2 separate regions of the Gasterosteus aculeatus genome follow, and region 2 is linked to region 1. A link is a contact called in public Hi-C data. All regions are on one chromosome and are shown on one strand. Each heading gives the region's core, a stretch centred on a gene start, on an enhancer-like site or on the middle of the called end of the contact. The rest is flanking DNA. Distances are from core to core; before and after follow the strand shown. Region 1 holds the start of filip1l (filamin A interacting protein 1-like). Region 2 overlaps filip1l (filamin A interacting protein 1-like).

The links. Hi-C and Micro-C count contacts between places; a contact is called where the count stands out from the background.
Region 2: a contact with region 1 is called in a Hi-C map of blood and trunk muscle, with 1.9 times the contacts expected there. The contact joins the enhancer-like site here to the promoter of filip1l in region 1. A contact is called at or near these places in 4 of 6 Hi-C or Micro-C datasets (blood and trunk muscle, skeletal muscle, tail fin and 1 more).

The regions. Positions count from the first base shown.
Region 1 is chr1:27,496,307-27,502,686 of fGasAcu3.hap1.1, reverse strand. filip1l (filamin A interacting protein 1-like) reads right to left here and starts at 2,793. Exons shown (of 6, transcript XM_040198105.2): 1 at 2,443-2,793. It overlaps LOC120835220, which reads left to right and starts at 3,590. Exons shown (of 8, transcript XM_040204372.2): 1 at 3,590-5,532; 2 at 5,723-5,795; 3 at 5,903-6,015; 4 at 6,102-6,200. The coding sequence starts at 5,377.
Region 2 is chr1:27,532,226-27,538,605 of fGasAcu3.hap1.1, reverse strand. The region is part of intron 4 of filip1l (filamin A interacting protein 1-like); the gene reads right to left. Among protein-coding and RNA genes, the nearest start is that of ect2l, 18 kb to the left of the region's middle. Within about 2 kb of position 4,050, at least 6 of the 9 cell types and tissues checked have open chromatin away from gene starts, as enhancers often do.

The DNA of each region.
Region 1 (6,380 bases), core at 1,544-4,043:
CAAAGATAATGGAACTGCGTTGCTAGACGTGGGAACGGGTCCTTCCAGCTGGTCTATCGGAGCCCAGCCCGCTGCACAAACGCTGATATCACTGCACTTATTTTGACTTCACATCAAACTGGGAGAGACTAATACGGGAGAACATAGTGCGTTTCTCTCTGGGTATATATAGGGCTCTTTTCCCAGAGCTGTGAGCCGCTGGTATCCTGCGAGAGAAACAGGATCCTCGGGACTCAAACCAGCCACTGTTCCTGCAGCCAAACACCACGTGTCCCTCCGTCATCGCTGCTCTTACACTGGGTGACCTCACCAGAGAGGAAGGGCTGTTCGATGCATTCAACACGTTTTCTCTCCGAGCAACAGATGAGTGTGTTTTTTAACTGTAATTATAATAACTTGCTGCAGTTACCGATTTTTTGGTATTTTGAATCGTGTGGTCCAGATCTGTCGGAGGGTCATGTGGATTTAGTTTGCTGCTGTCCAAATTATTATACTAATGTATATTTGAAGTATTTTTTGTTTGAAAGCACTTCATAGTAATGTCGTTTTGTGGCCCTTTTTGTAGTTATTTAAGAGTATAATAACTAACAAGACAAACGCTATTCAATATTTCTACATCTAAACATTTCAATCAACCTGCCGTTTGAGAGCTTTTTGGTCTCTTTTTCTTTATATTCAGCCGATCCCTCAATGACGTGTTTGTGAATAAAGGTGCACATTTATTCTCTAATGGCACTCGTGGAGGCCGCGGGTGGTTACGAGGGGCCGTTGCGGAATGACAGTTACAACCCTTGGCTTCTGCCCTCCTCGTATCATGTGACTGTTTTGTGGAGCATGTTTCTGGATGCTCTGTCAACATATGATGGGAATACGAGAGCAATAAACCGTGAGAAAGTAAAGTAAAAAAGTCGGTCTCTACGAGAAGTTTTGGGAATTCTACCAGTGACCGAGATTACGGCCATGAGGATGAGGCTTGTTCACGTTTTTTAACGGGTTAAACGAGAAGAGATTTGCTTTGACTCGTTCACACACACATTCTACCCGCCGGCACCAGGTTCTCCCCATTAATGCATCAAACCTGATGAATCCTCAGAGCCGGATCTTCTAATCCGACTTGCAGCTGCTGAGCTCAAGGTGCCAGGAGGCCTTCATTCGTGTCTCTGCCCCACTACCCTCAAACTGTCAATCAGGCTGAAACAAAAGGAGTCTGCAGCAATGTGCTCTGCTGCAGAACATGAAAGCATACAAATACAACACTGAGAATGGTTTTATCTAAATGATGTGTGGAGGTTATATTGGTGTGAAAGTCACTGAGTCCCGGTCATGTTTAGCGACCACAAACGTCACATTTGAGCCTCCGTGGCCAGGCACCATTCCCTCTAAACCTGCTGATCCATCAGTTTGTCAGCCGCCGTGTTGTTGGCTCACGGCAGATTAGGACCAGCAGAAGGCTGCGCCCGCTATGATACGCACTTAGACAGATTAACCTGTCACTTCCAGTCACAGGCCAAACCAGAGCCTTTTAAAGCTAGAGCGGGCTGGGGTGTCTCCTCGTGCATTGAGGAACCGTCATCCTGAATGGCTGCCGATGACACATCATGGCCGAACACATTGAACACGTCAAGCAAAGGCGGAGAAAACGCCTGCGTCCCAGTTTACTGAGAGTGCTTTTCCAAACTGAGACACAAGTGCCGGCCTGGTAACTTGACCCAGTCCCTCCCTGCACGTGGAAGCTGTCGCGCTGCCCTTTGGGAAGTTCCCTGGCTGCAGCCGCTCCACCCGTCCAGCCGGGAGAGGGTCGGTGAATCGTCACCTCGGCTTTGATGTGGTGGGCAGATTGGCCGCGGGCCGCGTCCCTATCGTGTTTAAACTGCTCAGCGAGGGTGCTTTCATCGGCACAGCGCCATGTGCAAATAAAACACCAATAGACTCTTTTGTTTGGATCTTTTGTCTTCTAGCCGAATATATTCAAGACAATTACAGCAAATCTAATCCAGTTGGATTAAAATAAGATCAACAGACATTCCCTGTGACCCCCCAGAGCCTCCTGTAGTCTCTCTGTTCTGGTGTCTAATCTCCCTCTCTCTCTAATTAGAGACAACCTTGCAGAAAAGCTGCCAGAAGGCAGATTACTTAGCACTCACTTAGTGTTCTGTATATCCACACAACATCTCCGTGCATCTGTACTGTAAGATATTGTTCATAAAGACAAACAGAAAAATAACATATAGTCCCCAAAAAAGCAATAATCACAAACTAAACCACAGTGATTTGTTTTTCATGTGATTCTCTAAAATGACTAACCTTCAACGCACATGGATGCAACCTTTTGCATGTTTGCCTCAGGAAGCGAACATGGGACTCTGTGGGGGTCTGAGCACAAACACACACACACACATCCTCGGCCACGCACAGCCTCCCAAAGCAACGCTCCGGTCTTACCTCTCACAGCGAAGCTTCAGCCCGCCGCGCTGTCGTGCCTCTGCGGTGCCACCAGCCGCGTCTCCAACCCGCCGCCTCCGACGGAGCGTTTTCCTCAGTGCTCGCCTCTCTTCCACGACGGGTTTCTCTCTATTTCGTTTGCGTCCCCCGCCGGCCTCTCGTACAATCCAGGTGGTCTGATGAGCTGGAGGAGAAGGAGAGGAGCGTGTGCTGACAGAGCGGTGGACCTGCTGTGTATGTGTGTGTGTGCGTGTGTGTGTTTCAGCTCCGTAGCAGTTAAATTTAAACCACCCTCCCTTCTGACACCTTGAGCTGCTCCCCTTCTCCGACACACACACACAGACACACACTGGGACGCATGCACATGGAGCGTTGATGGTACCATATGGCACTTGACAGCAGCCTGAGCCCTTGCAAGTCTGTGACTGTCCCTGAGGACAGAGCGGGGAGGGGGGGGGGGTGAGGGCTCTTTTTTTTCAGTTGTTGGTGGGGAAAATAAAGAAAAAATGGCCCCTAAAACTGCTCCGTCATGCGTTCAGTTTACTAGCATTCAATATGATGTGTCACATAATAAATTATATCGGAGAAACTCATCGGATGCATTTCACTGCTACTTGGAACATTAAACATGGCACCTTCTTTACCCACAATGCAAAAATACTTTGGTGTGTGAAGCCAGTTGAAGTAACAATCCAGCAGATACTTCTGACCCCACTGCCCCAGATTAGTTCCATGTTCCTTGCTGACTCAAGTGACATCACCCGAGGCGATCACACGTAGTACTTCTCCCCGAGGTGCGTAGCATCTGTGGAGCTCCTCTTTCTTTCCTCCTGGTTGTGGGGTGGGGCTGCACCAGAGAAATGTACCGTGCATCTCACCGTACTTTGTGATGCAGTCAGAGACTGATGAGTCACAGGCAGCGCCCTTCCGACATCACAGCCACTGTGGAATCACGGGCATTGTTCAGCTCCAGAGGGCACGCAGAGCTTAAATAAACTGCTTGTAAAGGATTCTGTTTTTTTTGGACAATAAAAAATATCAGACCAAGGTGACCAAATAAGGAATGACGAGTGTGTGAATGTGACTCCAGAATCCTTCAGCTGTCATTGGCTCTCCTCCTGGACCCCCTCAGCTGATAGAATATACTATATAAGATATTATTATTGTTATTATTATGCTTTGCAAGCCTACATCTTGCAGTTAAAAATGCGAACAATGCCAACTCTCTGTACCAAACTCCTTATTCCTCCGGTGAGTGTGGACGCCTGTGTCTGTCCTCACTCACCTCCTCCATCGGTGCCTCTCACGACCTGTCCGCTGCCCGTCTGAGCAGCTGTGAATTGCCTAGTTACGGTTGCTAAGCTAGGATTGGACCCCGGCTGCACATCTTTGGGTTTCAGCTCAGACAGTACGGGGAGAAAAGTGGAACTAATAGAAATCACCACGAAACCGCCCAGCGTGTTAACTTTTAATAAAACAGTAATTATTGGTATCATAATGTTTCTTTTCTTTAAATGTGTGACGTGTGTAATTATTTTCAAATTTTCATTTCCAGAACAGAAGTCATAACATTGGACGAGCCCAGGTTAAAAATGTGATGAAAACAATTAGAACATCTATTGAAAATGGGTGATTTATAAACATGGAAAGTAAGAAGCGCAACTGATAAAATAGATATCAGTATAAAATTGACATCACGAGAATCATTTTTCGTCTGATCAGCTTCATGTTACTCTGTGTTGCAAATGAGGCGATATCACGCGCTTCTAGGAGAAATCGCCTAAATGCTCATTTTAGATGTTATGGAAGACAAATTGACATGTAAACAGTTCTTCTTTTCAGCTGAATTGTGATTTCAGTGAAGGCGCAGACACACTGCGACCCCCAACGCCCCCCGACCTCTCGCCCCCCCCCCCCTCCCTCGGCATCATGGCAGCGGGCCGGTTAAAGGCAGAGGTATTTACGACTCAGCACTCGCCTCTAGAGTTCCTGGAGGGACATGTGGGACCGGCGGTTCAGTTTAAAGATAGACGGGGGTCCATCTGTCTGTGCGTCTGCACACCTGTCCGTCTGTCCTTCTGCCAGGAGCAGCAGGACCAAAGCGAGAACACGGACGAGCGCGAGCTTCTCCTCTACGTCGTGTGCTGATGTCACTGTCATGTCGTAGATTTTCATCTTAATTGTGTTTTATGGTTGTTCCAATAAGTAAAAGGGACAGTTAAACAATGTGAAAGTGCTCAAGTACAAGTCAAAGTCCTGATTGTATTTGAGCGTGTTCTCTGTCGAAGCTGTTTGAGGTGTTTGTAATTTGTTTGTTTTTTTGGTGGTTTGACCCATAAAGGGTTTGAAATGCTGACATTTAACGAGAGAAGCATATTGTTTTAGCGCGCCGGGGTTAGTCACTGACTTATAATGGCACATTGTAATTAAATTATAGTATTTGCAACGTTTATTGAAACACACGTAAAACAACAACCTGGAAATGTAAGTACACTATTTGGGTTAACATACTTTTAATGCTATTTAATGTTATGTGCAGAATAGGAGCAGAAGTACTATAGTGGCAGTCTAGTAGTGGAACTATTAGACTGAGGCAGTTTATTTAAAAAAAGATGAAGGGTAATTTTTCACTTTCAACTGTGGATAGTTTTTTACTTGTAACATTTTATTCACTTTTTTTTGTGACCTGATAAATAAACAAAATCTCAAGTGCAAAGGGAAAACTTTCTAAAACGACGTGCTCAACTGAAAGAATCTGTCGCCATCTACTGGTCGAAAGGAGCGATTGGTCCTCAGGTGAAAACAATGATGCAGTGATTTCTGAAAGACAGCAACTCCACCTGTTCCGAGCAAAGGGAGGAGGAGGAGGAGCTGCTGCTGAACACCAAAGAAGAAGAACGCCGCAGCTTGTTGCTTGCCAAGCAAACGTCGGCCATGTCAGAGGAAGAGACTCTGAGAGACGGCCGTCTTTCGTTCAACTACATCCCTTCAGGAAAGCAGCTCCCCAGGACGCCTCCCTTGATGAGTGTTAAGAAACAGCTGGATTTCTGTAACGAAGACTCCAACGAGGGTCTGCAGCAGAGTGCGGAGGTGTGTGTGTGTGTGTGTGTGTGTGTGTGTGTGTGTGTGTGTGTGTGTGTGTGTGTGTGTGTGTGTGTGTGTGTGTGTGTGTGTGTGTGTGTGTGTGTGTGTGTGTGTGTGTGTGTGTGTCCTCCCTGCACGTCTCCGTCGCATCCTCTGTCTTGCTGGTTGTAATCGGCTCCCTCGTCCTCGCCGGCAGGCTGGCGGTCGAGGGCAAGATGACGACAACCAAAACACAACGTTTGATTTCAACGCCTTTGGGACGAAACCAGGTACCAAGTGAATGAATACAGTATTTTAGTATATGCTGCTCCCTTTCAAATGACTTAAAATACAGTAATGTTAAAGTAGCAGTTGGATTTTTCCTGTCGCTCAACAGAAGCAGAAGAGCCAAACTCCATGCTGACGGGGATGAAGGGCTATCAGCTGACACAAACGGACCTGGAGTTTATGGAAAAGATCAGAGCAGAGAAACTTCTCAAGAAACTGCAGGTAATTTCCGTCTTTCTCTCGCCGCTGCTGCTGAACTGCAATTGCACTCTTCACTTTGATTGCTTTGGTGTTTTTCCCGTCCTCAGGGAGATCTGGAGGAAGTGCAGAGGTCTTTAAAAAAGGAAATGATGCCGTTGGAGTTGGCGTCGGCTTCCAAGAAAAAAGCAGAGGCCGAACTCCAAAAGGTGAGTTTTTAAGACCATGAACAGGATCCTGTGCACACGGGGAACTTTTTGGTGAATGTCTAAATAAAGCAACCGTGGCAGCCCCCGGGGCATGCTCACATGCACCTTTTTTCAATTTGTGATTACATCTTATTGAGGGTTGAGCAAGCACTCGACGATTCCTTGTAGTTCTGTAGCTGA
Region 2 (6,380 bases), core at 2,801-5,300, 35 kb before region 1:
AAGGTGTTTTTTGAGCAATACAATTCAAACTTTCATATACAATCTATAAGCTACATTCATTTTCTTAACTTTCGAGTGAATATTGGAGCAGCACATATTTAAACCATGGATAAATGTAAAATGTCAGACTTTGTATTTGCTTATTTTATATATGAAAGGTGCACAATAAACTCTACACCCCCTCTGTCTTTACCTATTGGGCCCTCGTCTCCAAGCAGTGACACATCATAAACACTGTTATTTCCCCGCATTTGTGAGGTGGACTAACGTTTTTATGTCATGGAAAATTTAACACCTCATAAAAAATATTACTTTGACTTTCTCGGGTTTGGAGTCCGAAATACTAGTGGTTGCATTTCTTTTTGTTCCCTTGTTGCCAACTAATTCTCCTATGGTTTGGAAACCTGAGTTACTGCTGTAAATATCAGGCCTTGAGTTTAATAATCAGTTTCCACAGTATTTGACGGTGTAACATGTGGTCGATCAAGTCCTCCGGGAAATAATGTGAAAAGAAAGGCTGCCAAATTTCAACAATGACCTCTGAAAATGGTCTCTCCATATACGATTAGCAATACAATTGAAACGATGAGGACAATGTGCGAATTCACCACCACACACTACAAAAATCAAAGGCTGTACGGTTACAAATCGCTTTGAAAGCAGCAAAGACATTTATATTTCCACAACTGCTTTCATCTAATATTTCTGCACCCGAATGGGTTACAAAGCACGCGTGTTATGTCAGGGTACAGTGCACACGCCATTCCATGTAGCTGCAGTGTGCAGATGGGTTCAGAACAGGGCACACATGCCTCCGGTCCCTGTGGAAGGTACGTTATGTCTGAGTGTGTTCAGCTGCCAGGCATTTCCACACAGATGGCCCGCTGGCACCAAGCAATCCTTTAATTAAGGGGTTCCTCTCTCCTACCAACCCTCCTCCCCGCTTACCAAAACCAGCAGCCACCCTCCCTGTTTTGTTTTTTCTATACATTTAAAGGAATTCCCCCGGCTTCAAAGGCAATTACAGTCCCACAGAGTTCATACAGAACCCTCCCCCCCCCCACACACACACATACACTTATTCCACATGTACACTTGGATTGTGGGGATGACGTAAGTGTGAAAGGGTGGGTCACTTCACAGCAGTATGTCACTTCTTACTCCGGTAGCTGCTAAACGGGGGGGAGCGGCGGGGGGGGGGGGTGGACATGTAGCTGCATCCATGTGCTGCGATTAGATCCAAACAAACAACACTATGAAATATTACAACGGTATGCATACATACGGCTGCCTGAAGGGTTGATAAACTATTTCAATCAGCTTAGCTTTCAAGGACTCTTGATAACAACGTCGGGTAAGGAACCTTATCCTGGAACCTGCATGTGTTGCAAAATGACATTTTCTTTGAATGGATTGTGCAGGTAGAAACACAAAATGACTCAGTGAAACAAGCAGACATCTTTCCAAGCCTGCCGCTTCTAATCACTGTTTATTCAATCTTTTATCTCAGTCCTTACTGTTTTTCTAGTGATGTCATCAGCCAGAATAGAAATAGGAATGTATTCAGTTCCATTTTAGGGAAGGGAAATTCTGTTGTAATTGCTTCTAAGTCCTAAACCGGTCTAGTAGGACTCTCTGGACTATTAAAGGCAAATCCTTTGAGAGGAAACGACATGACTCATGTGCCCGAATCGCGCTGCCTGCCTTCCACCAGTGACCTCCCTTCTAGCCCTTTGGGATGTATGTACTAGGAAATGTTGGCCCAGAGCAACCGGTATTAATTGTAGTTCGATATCATTTTGTGTTATTTAGTTGGAGGGACAGTAGAGTCCTCTTTGGTCCCAACTCTTTTTATCTCACGGTGTTTAAGAGAACCGTAAAGTTTGACAGAACAATGTTTTGGAGGAATAAATAGTAAAGTGCTGCCATCAGTATTTCAAGCACCTGGCCACCCACGGCAGCCTGCAGTGGTTTCCCCTTAAAACGGATGCATGGCCGCCGTCGGGGGTCGTTAATGTGTCGTCGAAATGAGGGTTGCACAGATTTCCGGGGTGAGTTAGAGGCCCAAAGTGAGATCTCTTAACTTTACAGGGTTGATTCCTTGTTGCAAACGTGTGTTTGCCTGCTAACATTACTGACGTTAAAAGAAAGAAAAATAAACATCCATTTGGGAACAGTCTGGAAGACCCAAATAGCCACAGCTTCACAGAGGGCTTCCCTCTCGTCACGTGGCTCCCTGAGCTGGAAACTGTGGCTCACCCGCCTCTTAAAACCGTGTTACACGTTCCATATGTCATTTCCTAACCACAAGTGATTAGGTCATGTACGTACAGGCCGATATATCCCGCGCATCCACACATGGCCACCTCCGCTTCAACATGTGGACGGAGGGCGGAAAGCCCACATGTGGGACGGAGTTTGGAGGGCGGGCGCTGATTGATGCAGTGTGTGCACCGTACGTAAAGTCCACACAGGCTAAGTGATTTGCCCCCAGAGTGCAATCAACATGTGTCAAATATGTAAGTCTGATTTTTATGAACTTCCTGATAGTGGCGGTAATCTGGCTAAGGGACAGTCACGCTCCCAAAGGGTGGCGAGATGTGAGTCTGAAACCGTCGTTTATTAATGAGTAAGATGACACAGTGTTTGTGCATTAACATTATGGAGCTGTTTGCTAGTAACCAATTACATTTAGTGCTGTGCAATTGTGAGGTACTCGTACTTTACTGAAGTGTTTCCATGTTCTGCTGCTTCATAATTCAACTCCACTACATCTCACAGGAAAATATCCTACTTTTTAGTAATACAAACATGTGAATAAACTAATCATTAGCTAAGTTAAAGTTACCCACACGTTTAACCTGAAAAAATGGACGAAATATATAGATATATATAAAAATTATATATATATATATATACATTCATATATGGGTCTTTATATACTAAATGTGGCCCACAATTACTAGCTGGAAAATGAAGGGGCAAAGTCAGTACTTTATTTTAATCCAAATACTTTTTACTTTTGTAATACTTTGATGTAAAAGACATGGAATCCTCTTTTAAAACCATAGATGATTCTTTCCCCTAAACTCAAGTTCTTGAAGTGACTTTTAATTAAATTCTTATTAGTACTAGTATTTACTGAATATACGTTGTTACTGTTAAGCAGATAAGATTTTGTCTTATTATAAATTATTAAAGCCCCTGAAAGTAATCGATACCTTAAAATACCTGTAATGCCCGTTTGGTGCCGTTCTAAAAAACAATGGACAGTCCATAACGCCAGATATTAAATATAGTACGATCAGAATGTTTAGTGTAGTGTCTCCCGTACTGTTCCTGGTATACCGTGTTTTTACTTTACTCTCCCACATGATCTTTGCACTTTTGTATCTCATGTGCAAACTAAGTTGTCAGTATGAAAAACGTTGTGAAAAAATGTGACACGCTCTTACCGATAAGTGTGAGATTAATTACTGTACAAATAGCGAATATCTACTTCATGTCAGAATAGTTACTCCCAAATGTGCTTCAAAATGTTGTTTTAAAAATACTTTAAGCTTCCTTGATTTTGGTAAATACTTTGAGTTACTGGCGCTTTGCTGACTTAAAAAACATTCCATTAAGTGTGTAAAACTTCTTTGGCTGGTCGATTTAAAGATAAAGGTTTGAGAATAAACTTACGTAAACTACACAACAAATTGTAAGCCAAAAGTGCTGTTAAAAACACACTGTATGAAACTTAGTAGAACAAAGTACACACAACAGCAGCGTGAAACAATGCTGCGCCGAACATGTGCGTCTGTGCGTCTCCAATCCAATCAAAAGAAGTACTTTTTAAAGTGGAGTTGAGAGTTTAGTTTTAAAGCCTACCTGTGCCGAAAGCTTTCCCCTCTTCACCGCTGCGAGCTCATTATCTTCCCGTACAACAGCGACCCTCGACTCTTCCTCCGTGTGTGTGTCTCACGCGCCCAGCGCTCGTAATGTGGGCATTCCTCAGACCAAACAATGAGGGATGTGCTCCCTGCCTATGGACCATTACATCATCAGCATGCCCTTATATGGAGCTTCGCATCGCAGAGGCTCGCATGAAGGGGTTGCGCTTGCTCGCGTGGTGTGTACCTGTGCCTGTGTACTTCTGGGTGTTTTTTAGGGAGTGTCCCGAAGCGATTGTTTATCTTAAGGATGTAGCGGAGGAGAGGGAACGGTGGCTCATGTGTGAAATATCTGCTCAGGCGGCAGGGCAGTGGGAGACGAGAGACGCAGAGACTGAGTTACAGTATTTCCTTCTGCCTCTCGTCAAAGTCTTTTATTCCACCAAAGAGGAAGCAAAAAAAGAATTGGCTTTCATAGTTAATAAGAAGTCTTGCAAGGGGATTTGTAATTGAAACCAGAGCTGTTGAACAAGACAAGACATGCAAGACGTGTCTTTGACGTGTGACATGTGTATTCACATTTAGCTTAGCATAAAGAAAGGCGACAAAGGGAACCTGCTAGCCTGGTTATATTTAAAAGTAAATACTAAAATAACAGCTTTAAAGGTCACACTCATATCTTGTTTTTCTGGCATACAAATGCAAGTGTATAAAAGTACTCGTTTCTCTCTAAAATGTAGTTAAAATAAAGGCAAAACACCCCTAAAATGATATCCCTAATGCGCAGTCCTCGATTGCATGTACTTGCATGTTACTTTCCACCTCTAATACAGAGTTCCTCTCTGCTACCAACATTGTGAGAACATCTGAGCAGGGTTGGGTTGTTCCTACCTGTGGGTGTAAACGAGGCTTTAAGCTAATGGCTCTGCAAATAGAATAATGGATTTTCATGCAGCAGTGTAATTGTGAACTAAGCCAACACACATTGCTCTTTATCAGCGGCGCATTGTTCCGCTCACAATGCCTCAGTCTTTACTTTCATTATCAGATCACTCTCACCTAACTCGCACATGTCTCAGGCTATGCCTGATGATTAAATCCATCTTTTTTAAAAGTCTTAAGATGCTGCGTCATCCATTGTCATACGAGGGCAGCACATTTTAAAGGGATTTTGCACAAAGGTTATGGCTCAGTTATCAGTGTTTCTATTTGTTCTCACAAAAATGTGCCGTGCTCATTCACACCGTGAGGCCGGTGACGCTGTGTGGTGCAGAAAACATTCAGGCAACTCAAGTAGCGACTTCCTGACCAACGACGGGCAGCAGCAGGACCTGATGTTTGGTGAACGGGCGGCAATGCGTGAGGTGCAATAAGACAGCAAATGAGTCCCACGCATCAGTCTGTAGAACGCACGGCGTGCCCTGTGGCTGTGCGCTCTCGGCCCGTGTGTTGCCGCTAACTGATCCCAGGCGGGCCAGCCAATAACAAGGGCAAGACTCTTCCTGTCTCCTGCCTACCAATTGAAATATGTCATGGCTGCACAAAGGCTGAGGTCACTGTTGCTCAATGTTATGAGCTTTGCCACTCTGGATTCATTTTAACGCCATTATGTAAAAATACAAACACGCACTTGAGTCGCGCTTCATATCGCAACTTAAAGTTCTGCCAGAAGCTACGATGCACAATTACAAGACCACGGTCGGCCCCTCTGGGCTGTCATTCATTTCCAGCTCTAAAGGATGTAATTAGACATCAGAAGTAATGATAGGAAACCAGACGGGTTTGTTCAGCCTGGAGTCCACAGGCACCTCTCCATCATCCCCACGAACCTCTGGACAACTTAAGTCCGTACATTTACTTCCAGCAAAGTGTACTCGTACCTAAACTGTATTAGTTGCTTTCCAGATGTCGACAAACCCAACAAATGCCCCTGTGGACGTTGTTTAGTGGCACACGGAGCAGCTTTCGTGAGTCACAGCCGGGGCCGAATTCCTAAAAAGAGGCAAACTGAAAACATGTGGCCCCGACGACTTATGTAAAAACTTCACAGCGCTTTTAACCAATTGGAAGAGGCTGCTGTTGGATGGTAATGAATGAGGATGTGTTTGGACGGCCGCCTCGCGCACGCAGCGCCAACGGAAGCAACGGGAGTATTTCTGTTTGGTCGGGAACTCGCCATGTTGCCTGAGCAAACAAATTGGCCTTGGAGAGTTCTGCAAGTCTGGAGACCTTGGCCTCCAATCCCCCGACCACCACGATGAGGAGGAGTTTCCTCAAAGCACCGCATGGTGGTTGTCGCTTGTGTCGTTTGACGGTCGGGGACCGAGGGGATCAGAGGTTGGAGGAGTTTCGACCAGAAACCAGCCTCTCGCTCCTCAAAGAAATCGCTTCCTGTGTCCAGTTGACAGTATGACAGCTCGCTGGCTCAGAGAGGCTTTTCCCCGAAGCACCTTTTAAAGCAACATTTCAGTACTTAACACTAGGCCATGGGAACCGGGGAGCCGA